2 separate regions of the Mus musculus genome follow, and region 1 is linked to region 2. Evidence: chromatin contacts called from public promoter capture Hi-C data. All regions are on one chromosome and are shown on one strand. Each heading gives the region's core, a stretch centred on a gene start, on an enhancer-like site or on the middle of the called end of the contact. The rest is flanking DNA. Distances are from core to core; before and after follow the strand shown. Region 1 holds the start of Tmem243 (transmembrane protein 243, mitochondrial). Region 2 overlaps Abcb4 (ATP-binding cassette, sub-family B (MDR/TAP), member 4).

What was found. Promoter capture Hi-C pulls out the DNA fragments that hold promoters and counts their contacts.
Region 1: a contact with region 2 is called in a promoter capture Hi-C map of the HPC-7 cell line. The contact joins the promoter of Tmem243 here to the enhancer-like site in region 2. A contact is called at or near these places in 7 of 39 promoter capture datasets (the C10 cell line, the HPC-7 cell line, embryonic stem cells and 3 more), 1 of 15 datasets of contacts at CTCF or cohesin (the NIH/3T3 cell line), 2 of 484 Hi-C or Micro-C datasets (Th2 cells and embryonic stem cells), 3 of 115 datasets of contacts at active chromatin or transcription factors (embryonic stem cells, extraembryonic endoderm stem cells and large pre-B cells) and 2 of 9 other capture datasets (adipose tissue and liver).

What each region holds. Positions count from the first base shown.
Region 1 is chr5:9,097,761-9,105,069 of GRCm38.p6, reverse strand. Tmem243 (transmembrane protein 243, mitochondrial) reads right to left here and starts at 4,333. Exons shown (of 5, transcript NM_001081029.1): 1 at 4,211-4,333; 2 at 3,675-3,853. The coding sequence starts at 3,752.
Region 2 is chr5:8,916,386-8,923,072 of GRCm38.p6, reverse strand. It overlaps Abcb4 (ATP-binding cassette, sub-family B (MDR/TAP), member 4), which reads right to left. Exons shown (of 28, transcript NM_008830.2): 10 at 4,301-4,414; 11 at 2,943-3,053; 12 at 2,613-2,738. Among named protein-coding and RNA genes, the nearest start is that of Gm31388, 26 kb to the left of the region's middle. Within about 2 kb of position 5,387, at least 47 of the 459 cell types and tissues checked have an H3K27ac peak or open chromatin away from gene starts, as enhancers often do. A contact at or near this core is called in the HPC-7 cell line, where this site is marked.

The sequences.
Region 1 (7,309 bases), core at 3,084-5,583, 180 kb before region 2:
GACAGAGAGACAGAGACAGAGAGAGAATGAATGAATATGCCTCGATAAATGAATGGGAGTGTTTGGGAGTGTTGGTGCTAGGGATCAAAAACACAGGGATTTGTCCATGTCAGGCAAGTGCTCTACCCCTGAGCTTGTCTTTTCTGGGAGTTTTGGCTAACTGGATAGGTGGTTGGGGTTGGGATGGGGGTAGAGAGTGTTATGAATAAAACCTGTAGTCTTATGCATGCTAGGCGAGCATATAGCCCCTGCACTTGTGGTCTACACATGGGTAACCCTGTTTTAGACACTACAAAATGGCCGTAGATAAACATCAGACATTTATTATTTTGGTCTCTGCCATGCTTGGTTTTTACCCGAAGGAAATGCACCATGGAAGAGAACTTAAGAATGTTTTGGTTTTTAGTTTTGTTTGAAGCAGGGTCTCACGATGTATCTCAGACTGGCCTGGAACTGTGGAGCCAGAGCTGGCCTCAGATTCACAGCACTCTTACTGCCTCCTTGATGGGAAGAAATAGTTTAAGACATTGAAAATAACATTCTGACACTCCGACCAAGACTGATAACATTTTCAAAGGTATCGATGAGGTATAATTTCTTACAAAATATAACCACCATCCCTTCTGTCATCCCTCACGCGGAACAAGAACTATTTTAGCAGCTCCATCTCTGAAGCTATTTCTAAACCTAGCACTAAAAACTGAATCAATTTGGAAATCACTGTGATCTGCCCGCCTGGTTGTTTCTCAAGGTCCACTAGGTTTTAAGTTTCTTCAAAAGTGAAAACTCACTACCTGAGCTAGGGCAACCCTTCACCCCAACTTCCTGGGAAGAGGCAAGAAGTGAGAACCTGCCACACAGGCTCCATGACTAAGTCAGTATTCACACCACTGTTCAGCTCACAAAAGGGAACTGGCAAAATACTGCCAGAGAACTGGCCGTGTAGCTGAAAAAGTAATACCGTGGAGTTCACTTCCTTAGCCGTACAACAGAAATACAAACATCTGTCTTAGAAAGGACTCTGACGATCGATCAAACAAGGAACACTGAGTGCCCAGCCTGTTGCCTGGCGCTGAGGAAACACAAACCCTCAGGACGCCCCTCTATCTGGGCATCAGTGCTCTTAGCCTTAAGAATGAAGAGATGACCCCTAAAACTGAGAGCCTATACCATGTTGATTATTCTAGAGAAACGAGACCACTAAAAGCTCCAAGAATTTGTCATAAGGGAATGGGCTTTCTCCTGTCGTGATTTTCTCAGCTTGTTTAACAGCAGCTCACTATTACCAAGTTTCCACTTAAGTGGCTACTGTGGTCTAGTTTCCTGGAATCTGAAAAGGAGGAAGCCAGAGCCACTCACACGCAAGAGAGGAGAGAGGAGACAGAGACTGATGTCTCGGAATTCCCAAGACTGACTCCGCTCCAGCAGCCGTTCCTCCATCCCAGGAAATGGCTGCACTCTTCCTTGCCCCACTCAGGCCTACACATAAAGCTCTTGCTATAAACAAAGGCAGGTGCTTTAATCTCCAGATTAGGCATTGCAATTTACTGGAAACATGACTTGCCCCACATCAAACCATGGATCTCTTTCCTTTCTCCACTCCATGGAATGTATATGCAATGGCCCCGTCCACCTCACAAGGCAACTTATCCAACTCCCAAGTTGTAGCAAACTTATATATTATTCTTAACTTTTCGCTTATGTGGCCAGTGCTGCAATGTTCTGGAGCTGCCTAAGTAGTGCAGCGCATTATAATCGCCGTACACGGGCTGGTGAGATGGCTCAGTGGGTAAGAGCACCCGACTGCTCTTCCAAAGGTTCGGAGTTCAAATCCCAGCAACCACATGGTGGCTCACAACCATCTGTAACAAGATCTGACTCCCTCTTCTGGATTGTCTGAAGACAGCTACAGTGTACTTACATATAATAAATAAATGAATCTTTAAAAAAAAAAAAAAAAAATCGCCGTACACTTGAACTCAGGGGTGTCATGAACAGAGATATATTTGGATACTGATGTCCTTGGATGGGTTTCAAATGGATGACGGATGGTAGGAAACTTTCAAGCAGTAGGCATCTGGCCAGCCAATAACATCAATTATTTCTCAATAGCTACACATTTGTCAGGGAGGTGGGGGGTTGTTATTTTGCTTTTAAGGCTCCTGGTTTTGATTTGGGGTCAAGATTGCACTATGTACCTCAGGTTCATCTTGAACCTTGTGATCAAGTGACCCTCCTACCCCAGCCTCCCAAGCGCTGAAACTAACACAGTGAGCTATCTCAGTCAGCCCAGCCAGCTTCAGTGTCTGCATCAGACAAGTCCACTGGGAAGCCCAGTGCTGCTGTATTACAGAGCCTATGAAGTTAAAAGTCTGAATCACCCAGACTCTCAATCAGCACTCAGAAAGCTATGCGCAAGAGACAGTGAGCCTGATTTGTGGACAGCTGGACAAATGTTTCATATGAATGAGACCAGTTTCATCTTTGTACCCAAAATGCATGATGCCCTCCGTGCTGTGACACAGGCCACAGTCACCAGAATCTCCACTTTATGCACAGATATGCACAGATCTCCCGTTCCTGACTGCTTTCCTTTAACACCAAATAGACACACATGAGCGCTCAGTAACGTCTGCAAATAACGGAAGGAGCATTAGTGAACTTGAGCTCCCAAGCATGGCGAGCTGAGATTAGGCGAAGTTACAAGAAGCCAGACATCCATCTTGAAATGTCTTAGTAAAGCACCCCAAGACAAATCAAATTCTATATGGAATTTAATAATAAGTAATCTTCATGGTAGACTGGCAGCTTCCAAGTTTAGGATTCCCCATGACTGCCAGGTGGAGAAGTTCCCTGTGTGTGGTACAGGCTCTTCCCACAAGGTAAGAAACCCAGCTCTACAGTAACCACAGCAACTTTCAAAGGCTGACTGCTCCTATCAGGGGTCAGGGGGTCTACAGTCACCAACGTCATTTACAAGTGGGGGGGGGGGGAGGGTAAGAGAGCTACAGGTTAATCTTGCCCTGACTTCTGAGAAAGTTTTATGCTGAATACAGAGTTTCTTGATTGTCCCCAAGGCAAGGGGGCTGGGGGTGGGGAGCAAGTTTCAGAAAGTTAACGCTAAGTACAGAGAAAGACTTTTGTTGACTGCAGGCCAGAGGCTCTATCTAGTCAAGCTTCTAGAAAACGGTTAGTGCCTCTGCCTATTTGAGAGCTGGGACCCTTTGTTTGATCACCTCCTGGGATTGTGGCCAACATCCACCTTCATGGAGCTGCTTCACATCCTCATCCTCTTAAGAACTCTAGGTAAGCAATCATCAGAAGCAACCCTGGGCTCTCGATGCACTCCTGAAACCACTAAAGCCCTGGACGCACACCTGAAGTGTGGAGCTGGAAAGTGCGCTTATGCAACCTTCGCAGGACTTTCCCTCCACGGTGGGGTTTCCGCACTCTCCGTAAGGGCTTCCCACAAACTGCCCAGAACTTTCTGAACTTTTCTCCACTCCAAACTGCTCTTGGTGCAGAGTGCAGGGCAAACATCCCAAGAGAGGGGCGGGACGGCAAGAACAGTTCTTCCCACTTCCAAGTACCCTCCAGGCAGGCTGCAAGGAGCCAGCGGGGTGGAGGGAGGCGGGATTCTCGCACTCTGGCCCGGGGCCCACTCCCGCACTCACCTTGGCAGACGTCTCCCCGAACAGAGGTCTGTTATCCAGGCCGCTGGTCCCGTAGGTCCTGGTAGCAAAGTCCTCCATTTTAGGGCTGCTTCGCTCGTCCCCGGACGCTCAAAAGCGAGTCCGCATCAGCTCGCGAAGTCCGGACGCCCGCCCCTCACGGCGCACGCATGGCCCGGGCCCTGGGGGGGTGGGGAGGGCGGGAAATCCCGACGGGGCGACTGTCACTCCCGGGGGCCCCTGGCCGCTCCGCCCCAGCCCCGCCGTCCTCATCTCCAGCGGCCGCCGCGGGAAGTGAAAGGAAACAAACAGCGCTTGGCCGCCGCCCCGCCCGCGCCCGCCGCCCCCAATCTCGGCCGGGGCTCCACCGGGAGAAAGTTTGCCTGGCGCGAGTCCCCCGCGCGGCGGGGCGGCGGGAGTGAAGTTGCGGGCCGGGCGGCCCCGCACACCACCCTAGCTCGGCTGAGAGCTCCGCATCCGCCCGCTCGCGTCCCGTCCCCCGTGCTCCCCGCAGCCCCGGCTGCGCCCGCAAGCCAGACCTCGGCGTCCCGCGCCGCGCGCGCGGCGGATCCAGGCAGCGGCCGCGACCCCGAGCCGTGGCCCCCACACGCCGGCCGGACGCCGGCGCCGTGCGGCGAGTCCCCCCGGGCTCTCCGGTCCGGGACCTGCGGCCACTGTCGCAAACCGGTCGGGCCCGCCCAGATCGCGTCACGACTCAGGCAGCCAATCCCACGGGCAGAGGCGCCGCCTGGGCTGCAGAGCTTTATTTACAGAGGTGCGGGTCGTCCCACCGAGGCGCGGGTCCCCGCTGCCAAGCGTTTCTCCGCCTCTTGGCAATTGGCGGCTGCGCGGTGCACGTAGTGGCTAAAGCAGGGTTCTGAAGACCGACTCGAATTTGGCGTCTTAAAACCCGACAACCTGCTTCGACCACTCCAGGATTTGGATGTGGACACTTTACAGTATCGGAGGCAATCGTGTATGCGTGTTTTATTCTGTATTACACACAGAATAAGAGGTCCTAGTTTACATAAACAGTTAGGTATTTCGTTGCCTGGTCCAGTGGGGGTGCTGCCACAGGCCAGAGCTTCGCATCTTGGGCCTTTTTGGAGTCTTGGGGCTTAGAGAGCTGAATGGAATGGACAAGCTGCACAAGTACCGTCGCTCTACATTTGAAGTTCTTCCTAAAAGCTAAAAACCAAACAACTACACTAATAGGATTGGGCTGACACTAATACCTAGCTAGATTCAAGAAAGTTCGGAAAGTGTTAGTGTGCAGGAGACTCTAAGCTGAAGCGATACCTCCACGAACGCTTAGAATCTAGACATGGGTTCCAGTGCCACGCAACAGTTTAGAACAAGGGATGGAATAACAACCACAACGAACTTCCAGCCCTGAGTACACGTAAGTATTATACATATCCCCATTGCCCAATCATTACACGTGTTTTACAAATTAGCTGTTTACTCGCGACTTTACCTTAACAACAGCAATACTACATAATCCAGCACCCACTTCTATTAAAAGTTCTATTTAAAGATTCATATTAAAAGGTCCTACAAATTAATTCACTTACTTATATTCAGTTTCATTCAACAAAAAATATTTTTGAGGCTCTAGGCTGTAATCCTTTGAATATTAGGGACAGTCTAGACTAAGTAGCAAGACCCTGTCTCAAAATAATAAAATAAAAACTAACAATACTTTGAGAATCTGCTGTGTGCTAAGCAACTATCCACCAAAATAACACAGTAATTATGGGCCTTGGTCAACAACCCCAAAAGATGCCATAATACCAAATTTGATATACAGTCAAATCAAAATCCATAAAGTCTAAAATTCTGAAAGGTTAAAGTTCTGGAAATATTATTCTGGGAAAAAATAAAGACTTTAAATACAAGTATATTTTTTAAAGTATAGTTATTTGAGAAACAAGAGAACATATAGGCAACGTTTTATAGTAAAATAGGTAACATACATATTTGGAAATTATATTCACCTCTGTGCTCTGCTGCTGTGGTGACTGGGTGGGGAGGAAGCATTTAGAATATTCATATTTAGGTCACAGGCCGGGCAGAAATCGTTCTGTCGACTGAACAGAGTAACTCTCTCCTGGTTCTACTTGTACATAATTGTTTTCAAACCAGAAACCTCACTGGCTCCTCGGGAAAATATTACTTTGGTTCACCAAAAACTACTAAAACTTTCAGGGACTGCTCATCAGCTAAGCATGCTTATTGCTTTTGCTGAGGGCCTAGGTTTGTTTCCTAGCATCTGCATGTGGTTCACAAACATCTCTAATGCCAGTTAGAGTTAGATGACATATTTCAAAAGATTTTATTAACTGTGTGTGTGCATGTGCATGCATGTGCTTCCACATATGTGCTTCCAGCCAAGGAGGCCAGAAGGGTGTGAATTTCCTTCAATATGGAGTTACAAGCAGCTGAAAGCCACCCAACCATCGGTGCTGGGATCCAAAATTAGGTCCGCTACAAGAGTAGTGAGCGCTCTTAAATGCTGAGTCATCTTTCCAGGCTCCCAAACAACGTATTTTTAAACTAAAATTTTTGTTTTTACTAAAGTCTGTCAGCCTTCTTCCCGGAATTAAAATTTCTCTCCCTGATACGGGAGCCTCTTTCCTTGGGAACTGCAGTTTTCAAATTTTGACCTTTGTGGTAGTTTATATGAAAATGGCCCCATGGCCTCACAGGGAGTGTTACTATTAGAAGTTACTGTAGCCTTGTCGGAGGAAGTGTGTCACTGGGGGTGGCTTTGAGGTTGCAGATGCTTAAGCCAGGCCCAGTGTCACTCTCTCTTCCTGCTGCCTTGCCAATCTAGATGTAGAACTCTCAGCCACCTCTCCAATACCATATCTGCTGGCATACCACCATGCTTCACAACATGACAATAATTTAATAAACTCCTGAACTGTAAGACAGCCCCAATTAAAGGTGACTATTCACAGCAATAGAAACCCTAGCTAAGACAGCCTTCAGTGTTTCCAAATTTCTCATCTTCACCTTTTGAGATTATAATTGGGGGATTATAGGCTAAAGGTTCTGGACATTTGTATTGTGTTTCTTAGGCTAGTAATTAGAACCAGGTCAGCCCATAAGCATGGGCATTGTCTTGAGGCTGAAATAAAAGACAGAGCAAATGCAATCTAGGAAAAGGAGAATGCATAGACACAAGCTTTAAAATAGATGGCATTTGACCTAACACCCAAACTCACCACCTACAAGCTGTGTGACCTTGCACAAGTTATGTAGCCTTGCTGGAACTCCTTCCTGTGCGAAGGCTAACGTGAAAGTCCTGCATAGAACTAGGATTTGGCAGACAAAATCACTTGCATTTCTGTTGATTCGAGGCCAACCTGCTCTACATATTGAGTTCCAGGATATACAGTGCTACATAATGAAACCCTACCTTGAAAAGCCAAACCAAACCAAAGAAACAAACAAAGTAAAGATGATAGAAAATGGAAATATATGACTTCAACTATATTTAAAATATTTGACATGAGTACATTTCCAAAGCCAGCCAGTCAGTGAGTGGGAAAACCATGACTGGGAAGGTGAGAATAATTATAGGAAAGGCAGAAAGAAGATGGAAGAGACAGATATGGGAGAGCTGCTGGTCA
Region 2 (6,687 bases), core at 4,138-6,637:
AAGGTGAGGACAGTAGTACAGTGGTGGACAGAAAGCAAGTGATCTAGGCCAGCAGCCTCCCTGAAGGGACGTCGGCCCAAAAAGCTGAACTTGTGACTTTGATATAAAGGGGCTGCTGACATCTGCAGAGAAGGACCTAAGATGCTATGGCTAAAGGAAATCAGATGGCAAATCTAATCGCCAAACAGGCGGGCCAAAGAGCAATGATCCTGGCAGTCAAGGAGCCTAAAGATTATTATGATGTCAGAGAGACCAGTTTTAGATACACCCCTGAGCACTATCAAGTTATGGACATTATTTGACCCACCTGGGGGCCAAGAAATTAAAAGGTGTGGTTAGGTCCTTTGACTACTATGTTACAGGACTCTCTGACTTGGCAGAAGAAATAGTCAAAAGCTGCAAGGCCTGTGCTATGACAAGATAGAATTTACAGAAATTAAGCCAGCTAGATATGGCAACAAGTACTTATTAGTGTTTATAGATACCTATTCAAGGTGGATAGAAGCTTTTCCTACCAGGACTGAGACGGCCAATGTGATAGCCAAGAAGATCCTAAAAGAAATCTTCCCGAGGTAATGGACCTGCCTTTGTTGCCCAGGTAAATCAGGGACTGGCCAAGATATTAGAGATTGATTAGAAGTTACATTGTATATACAAGCTCCAAAGCTCAGGACAGGTAGAAAAGAAGAATAGAATTCTAAAAGAGACTGGTGCAGACTTGGTGCTCCTTCCCCATGCCCATCGCTGTCTTAAATGATGTGTCTAGACCTACATGTTGTTGTAATAATAATCTGTAAACTAAGTTAAAAGGCTTGCAGGTGGTGAAGAAAGAAGGCTGGTCACAATTGGCTACAGTGAACGAGCCAGGTACCCCAAAAGACATCTCACCAGTTCCAGCCAGAGATCTGATCCACGTACACCTACATCATGCCCAGACCCTCAAGCCTCACTAGAAGGGTCCTTGCCTAGTTCTGTTTACCATCCCTTCTTATTCTGTTTTTGTTCTTAACCTTTGGCCCATGTTATGATTTCTATTCTCCACATAGAGATATAGACTTCTAAAATTCTAAGATTAGAATTACTTAGTAGAAGAAGAGGGGAATGAAAGGAAATAAAACTTGAGACCTGTGATTCATGTAATGTATGTCAAATAGCCCAAAGAGTTGTTTGTGAGCTTTGAAACCTGGGGCTGAGAACATAGCAGAACAGGCCAGGACATGCCCGGGCAGGCCTGTTGTTAAGAGTTTCCTGAGGCTGCTTAGCAATAAAGATAAAGAGAATGACATGCCAGACTGGCCCGGTGCCTCCCTATCTCCCGCCCTTCTGACAGTCTGCTAATGTTTAAATGGACCAATCATGTGAAACCACGCCAATTTCTCCCCCAGCCCCACCCCTTTTCTATAAAAACCCCTAGCTTCCAAGCCTCGGGGTCGAAACCACTGTCTCCTGCGTGAGATATGTTTCGACCCAGAGCTCTGTCATTAAACTACCTCATGCTTTTACATAAAAAAAAAAAAAAAAAAAAAAAAAAAAAAAAAAAAAGAAAAGAAAAAAAAAGAAAAGAAAACTCTCTATATTTATTCTCAAATCATAGGTAGGGTTGCTTTCATTAATTTCTTAAATACTAAACTGCTAAGTGATGTAGGAAGGCCCAGCACACTGTCTGTAGTTCCATTGAGAAAGTGGTCCTGGACTATAGAATGTAGCTGAGCATGGTCCAGAAGGAGCCAGCAAGCAGACGTTCTCTAGGACTTCAGTTCCAAGCTCCTGCGTGTGTGTCTGTTCTGACTCAATGATGGGCCGTAGTCTATAAGTATAAGCCAAATACACCCTTTTCTTTCCCAAGGGGCTTTCCATTACAATGTTTGTCAACACAGCAGAAAGAAAGCTAAGGCCATTTGTAACGTTGTGTTTTACAGTTGTTGACTAACATTGGAAAACTCAATGTCCTTAAGTTGGGTCAACTGAAGAACAAACTGTGAATTAGTGTTGTTTACTTAGGATTTCATTAGTACTGATCATTGTTCTCTATGTAAGAGAATATCGTTTTTTGGAAACGTATTCTGAAGTATTTGTCTGTTTAGAATGCATATGCAAGAAAGAAGAATAAATCAAATGGATAAAAATAAAATTAGTGAGTAGAGCTGTGTGAAGGGTATATGTGTTCCCTGCAAGAAAGAACATCCTGACCTAGTCTCACGCTCTATGCACCTTCCAGAGATTCAGACTTCTCGGTGCTATGCTGTTCTTTGTTTTAGATGACCAAAAGATAAAGAAAATGATCATTTTGCTGAATTTAGTTACTATTTTAAGATTTGTGGCTTCTATTACCAGGCTGTCAAGAATAACTATATGGAATTTGTTTGGACAAATCAAACTCACTGAGAGTGACCCTATTTGTCTTTGGATAATAGAAGAGTCCTTTCTAGCTCCAGCTGTTCTCAAGACTTCAAAAATACCTGTCCCCGAAATACATGTTTTGTCCAGATGCATTGCAATATTGTATACTCTTTCCAAAATCAGACTCACATATTTATTTGTAAGGAAACAGTTTCTAAGGGACTACTTCTGCCCACCTTCCGATGTTGGGGACTTTGGTTCTTCCCACTTACCTTACCCTCTGTGGGGTCGTAGAGCCTCTGCAGCAGCTGGACAGTTGTGCTTTTTCCACAGCCGCTGTTGCCAACCAGAGCCACTGTCTGTCCACTCTTCACCTTCAGGTTGAGGCCCTTCAAGATCTGCAGAGGAAAGCAAGGAAGAGCACACTTCACAACCAAGCTCCAAAAAAGGAATAATTCAATTCTACTTAGAATTTAGAAAAGAAGTATGACTTAAGAGTTTAACTCCAATAGGACAAAAGTATATAAATATCAAAGGAATCAGACTCTATTGGGAAGATCAGAGATCAGCTTACGCTAGGAAACTAGTGTTGCTGACAGTACCTTGATATTAGCCCGAGATGGATAGGAAAAATGAACATCACTGAACTCCAAATTTCCTTTGATGTTGTCTGGTTTGTGTCCTCTCTCTGAAAAACTGTCAATTTTAGGATTCTAAATAAAACAAAATTCAATGACTATTTTATCAAATAAGAAATTGTATGTTTAAGGAATAGGAAGCATTAAATTCTAAACATAGAGTTCAGAGTATCATAATCCCCTTCATGTAAGCAAACTCACAGTGAACATGCAGGATATGTGTGTGTGTGTGTGTGTGCATGCACACATGCATGTGTGTTTGCATGCATGCTAGCACACAAGTGTTTGTGCATGTATGTGTGTATATATTAATCTCCTTCATGAGAGTGAATACACAGTGAACATGTGGGATATGTGTATATGTGTGTGTGTGTGCGTGCATGTGTGTCTGAATGCATGTTAGCACACAAGTGTATGTGCATGTATGTGTGTATACATTAGTCTCCTTCCTGTGAGCCAACACACAGTGAACACGCGGAATGTGTATGTGTGTGTGCACATGCACACATGCATGTGTATCTGCACACATGTTAGCACAAAAGTGTCTGTGCATGTATGTGTGCATACATGTGTGTGATTTACTAAAACTTTTCTGAAAATGCATAGGGAATATTTATTTTATTTCATGCAACACGTTCCAGTTTTTGGCACATATTCATAAATTTTATAAATGGTCAGTTATACATGTTTAGAAAAACAACAAAAACATATTGGATAAGTGCAGTTATTTCTGCCTTTAGTGAAACTTATTTCTTCCTAAACAATAAAATAGAACATGGATTGAATGACGAGCACAGTATTACGTAGGAACCATGTAAACATCCAATACATTTAGAATTATAAATTAGATCTACTTCTATAATTTCAATTTCCAACTTTGAATTTTACTATGTAAATGCAATGGCATGCTTTAGTATGTAAATCTTTTCATTTTCAATGTAGTCAGTTTAGTTTATTCAATGTAGTTGATTTAAGGTTAGGGAGAAGAGCAAACCTCATAGCAAAGTTCACTGTTAATTTGGTCCTATACACAATTTATCCCCCTGCCCACTCTACTGTATAGAAATTATAATCTGGTCAAACATGCAAAGGAAGTAAACACGGAAAGGAAGCATCTTAACCTACACTCTCGTGATGGACATAAACATCGTGATGGATATAAACAGACTCCAGTGGAGTCAGTGATTTGATATTGCCAAATAAACTTGTAGAGTTTCCTGTTGTTAGAGTGTACCTTACTAAATAACTTAATACACGTGATTCAATACTTGATTATCAATACCACCATGACTCTCTCAGCTTTCAGACAATGAAAGACTTACATTATCAATAATGTCAAAGATCACATAGGCTGCTCCTCTTGCATTAGCGAAAGCATCAATACAGGGGGCAGCCTGCCCCACACTGAAAGCCCCGATGAGGATTGAGAAGAAGACCTGAGTGAAAGAGTTAGGAACAGAATAGCATCATCTGCGTTAGAGCTTGCTTGAAATATACATGAAGGACCGAATTTAGGATTTATTGGACACTTAGTAACTTTTTTCTTACTGAGAAACAATATTTGTACATCTTTATGAAACACATTGTGATAATTAGATACATGTATATAATTAGTGTGATAAGACACCCATCAACTTGCTAAAAATAAAATTGCTTCAGTAAAGAACACATTTTTTTTTTTTTTTTTTTTTGGTTTTTCGAGACAGGGTTTCTCTCTATAGCCCTGGCTGTCCTGTAACTCACTTTGTAGCCCAGCTGGCCTCGAACTCAGAAATCAGCCTGCCTCAGCCTCCCGAAAGAACAAAATTTTAAAAACTAACACAACATTTCATTACTAAATGTGTTTATTTATATTTTATTTCCCTTTGTATGCATCAAAAATAAGCTTTGTTTAGTCTGCCAAACCATTTGTTGCTTTTTTCCCTGATCACAAAGTATTAGTCATAAAGACATTTGACTCCTACTTCATTAGCTCTGAAGCTAATGCCACCAGAAAAAGCATTCCTCCTGTTAAAGTTTCATTCCATTCTTTATCATTTTATCTAACTCTGCAAGGAATTGCACAAAATATTCAATAGGAAACATACAGATTTTGGCCCCATGTGGTTTTCCTTTAAAAAGCTATTATAGATTGATAGATATATGGTCAGATCAACGGAAGTCTAACACTTCCTTTATATTTTAAAAACAGGGTGTCTTCCTGCAGTCCATGATGGTCTGGAACTCATTATAGCCTCTATTCTCCAGCCCAAGCCTCCTGTGCGCTGGGATTAAAGGTATATATTACCATTCCCAGTCACCAGTCAGTTCATCCATTTATAGAACATAAAATTATGATCATTATATTTTGCAGCACACAAAACGACACATTTCACATCTGTCTCATTGGAACATAAACTGATGTATAAATCCAACACAGTTTCAGGAAAACAGATTTATAGCATATATAACTTAAGAAAGATATAGGAGAAGAGAAATTACTCCTTTCTCTCCAAGAACTTTTACATATATCTATGTTCTTTGAAATAACAGTGACATACGTGTTTACAAAACCCAAATCCCTTCCACTATCTATCTCTTATCTCAGGACCAATGAGAAAAAATTCTTAATGGAAGTAGATATTAAGGCATTATTGCAATGAAGTCATAGCTCTTTGTGTAGAAGGCTTGCCAGTTTCCCTTTACCTGTGACACAGACATTATGTACCAGGGCTACAAATGTGGACAAATTCACCATGCAAGGGTAATGGCAAAGGTTAATGCCACCTCCCTTATTTATAAAACGTCGGGAGGAAATGCGGAAGTGAAAACATGTGGTGAGCTGCCACAATGCGCCAGAGAAGAACAGGAAGTCGGGAGACTCTGCTGTTACTGATACCCCCAACCTTCACCAACTTCAGGCCCCTGTAAGCACACTGTGAGATTCAAATTCTCATATGGAGAAAGTCTAAGGACCAAATTATATTTAGAATTTTCATTTTGAAAGAGTCAAGTGCAACTTTTGAAACATGATCAACCCCAACGTGGAAGATGGTCACAAAATGTCACTGGTTTATAGAAAAGATTACCAAAGACCTACGTATTATGACTTAAGTTTCGGAAGAGAAAAACATACATATCTGGGAAATACATATCAAAAAAACCACTACCAAGTATGCATGGATTCTTAGAACGTAAGTAATTTAACTTTTAAAAGTTTTTATTTTAGTCATTAGTATAATTCAAATGCATTACCTTCACAATCATGCTATGAGCGTATCTACATCTTCATATAGCCAGATGATCTAACATGACTTTTCTTTTCTATTTTAAAAAGCTGCATGATGTGTGAATTGAATGCTCTTTTACACAATGACCTATCTATAGTAATAAATGAAACTCTCTTCCACAGTTAAACTCAACAAGAGAACAAGGATAACTCCAATATCTTCTTATTCTAATCATGTTTTCCATTTCATTTCCCTTTGTGTGAATATGTATTTCTCCAGTGGTCAAACCACAAGCTATTATCTTGTCCTCACTCACCATGAGGACTTGACTTGCATATTCTAGAACGCCAACTCTACCCACAGGACGGCAAAGATCAAACCTACAATCACAACTTTTTCTTCCAAAAGGAGAAAGGGGGGAAAGGAGCAGGCAGGGGATAGAGAGCTGGCTCAGGGTCAAGAATGCACACTGGGCTATTATCCACTTATCAGTGAGTACA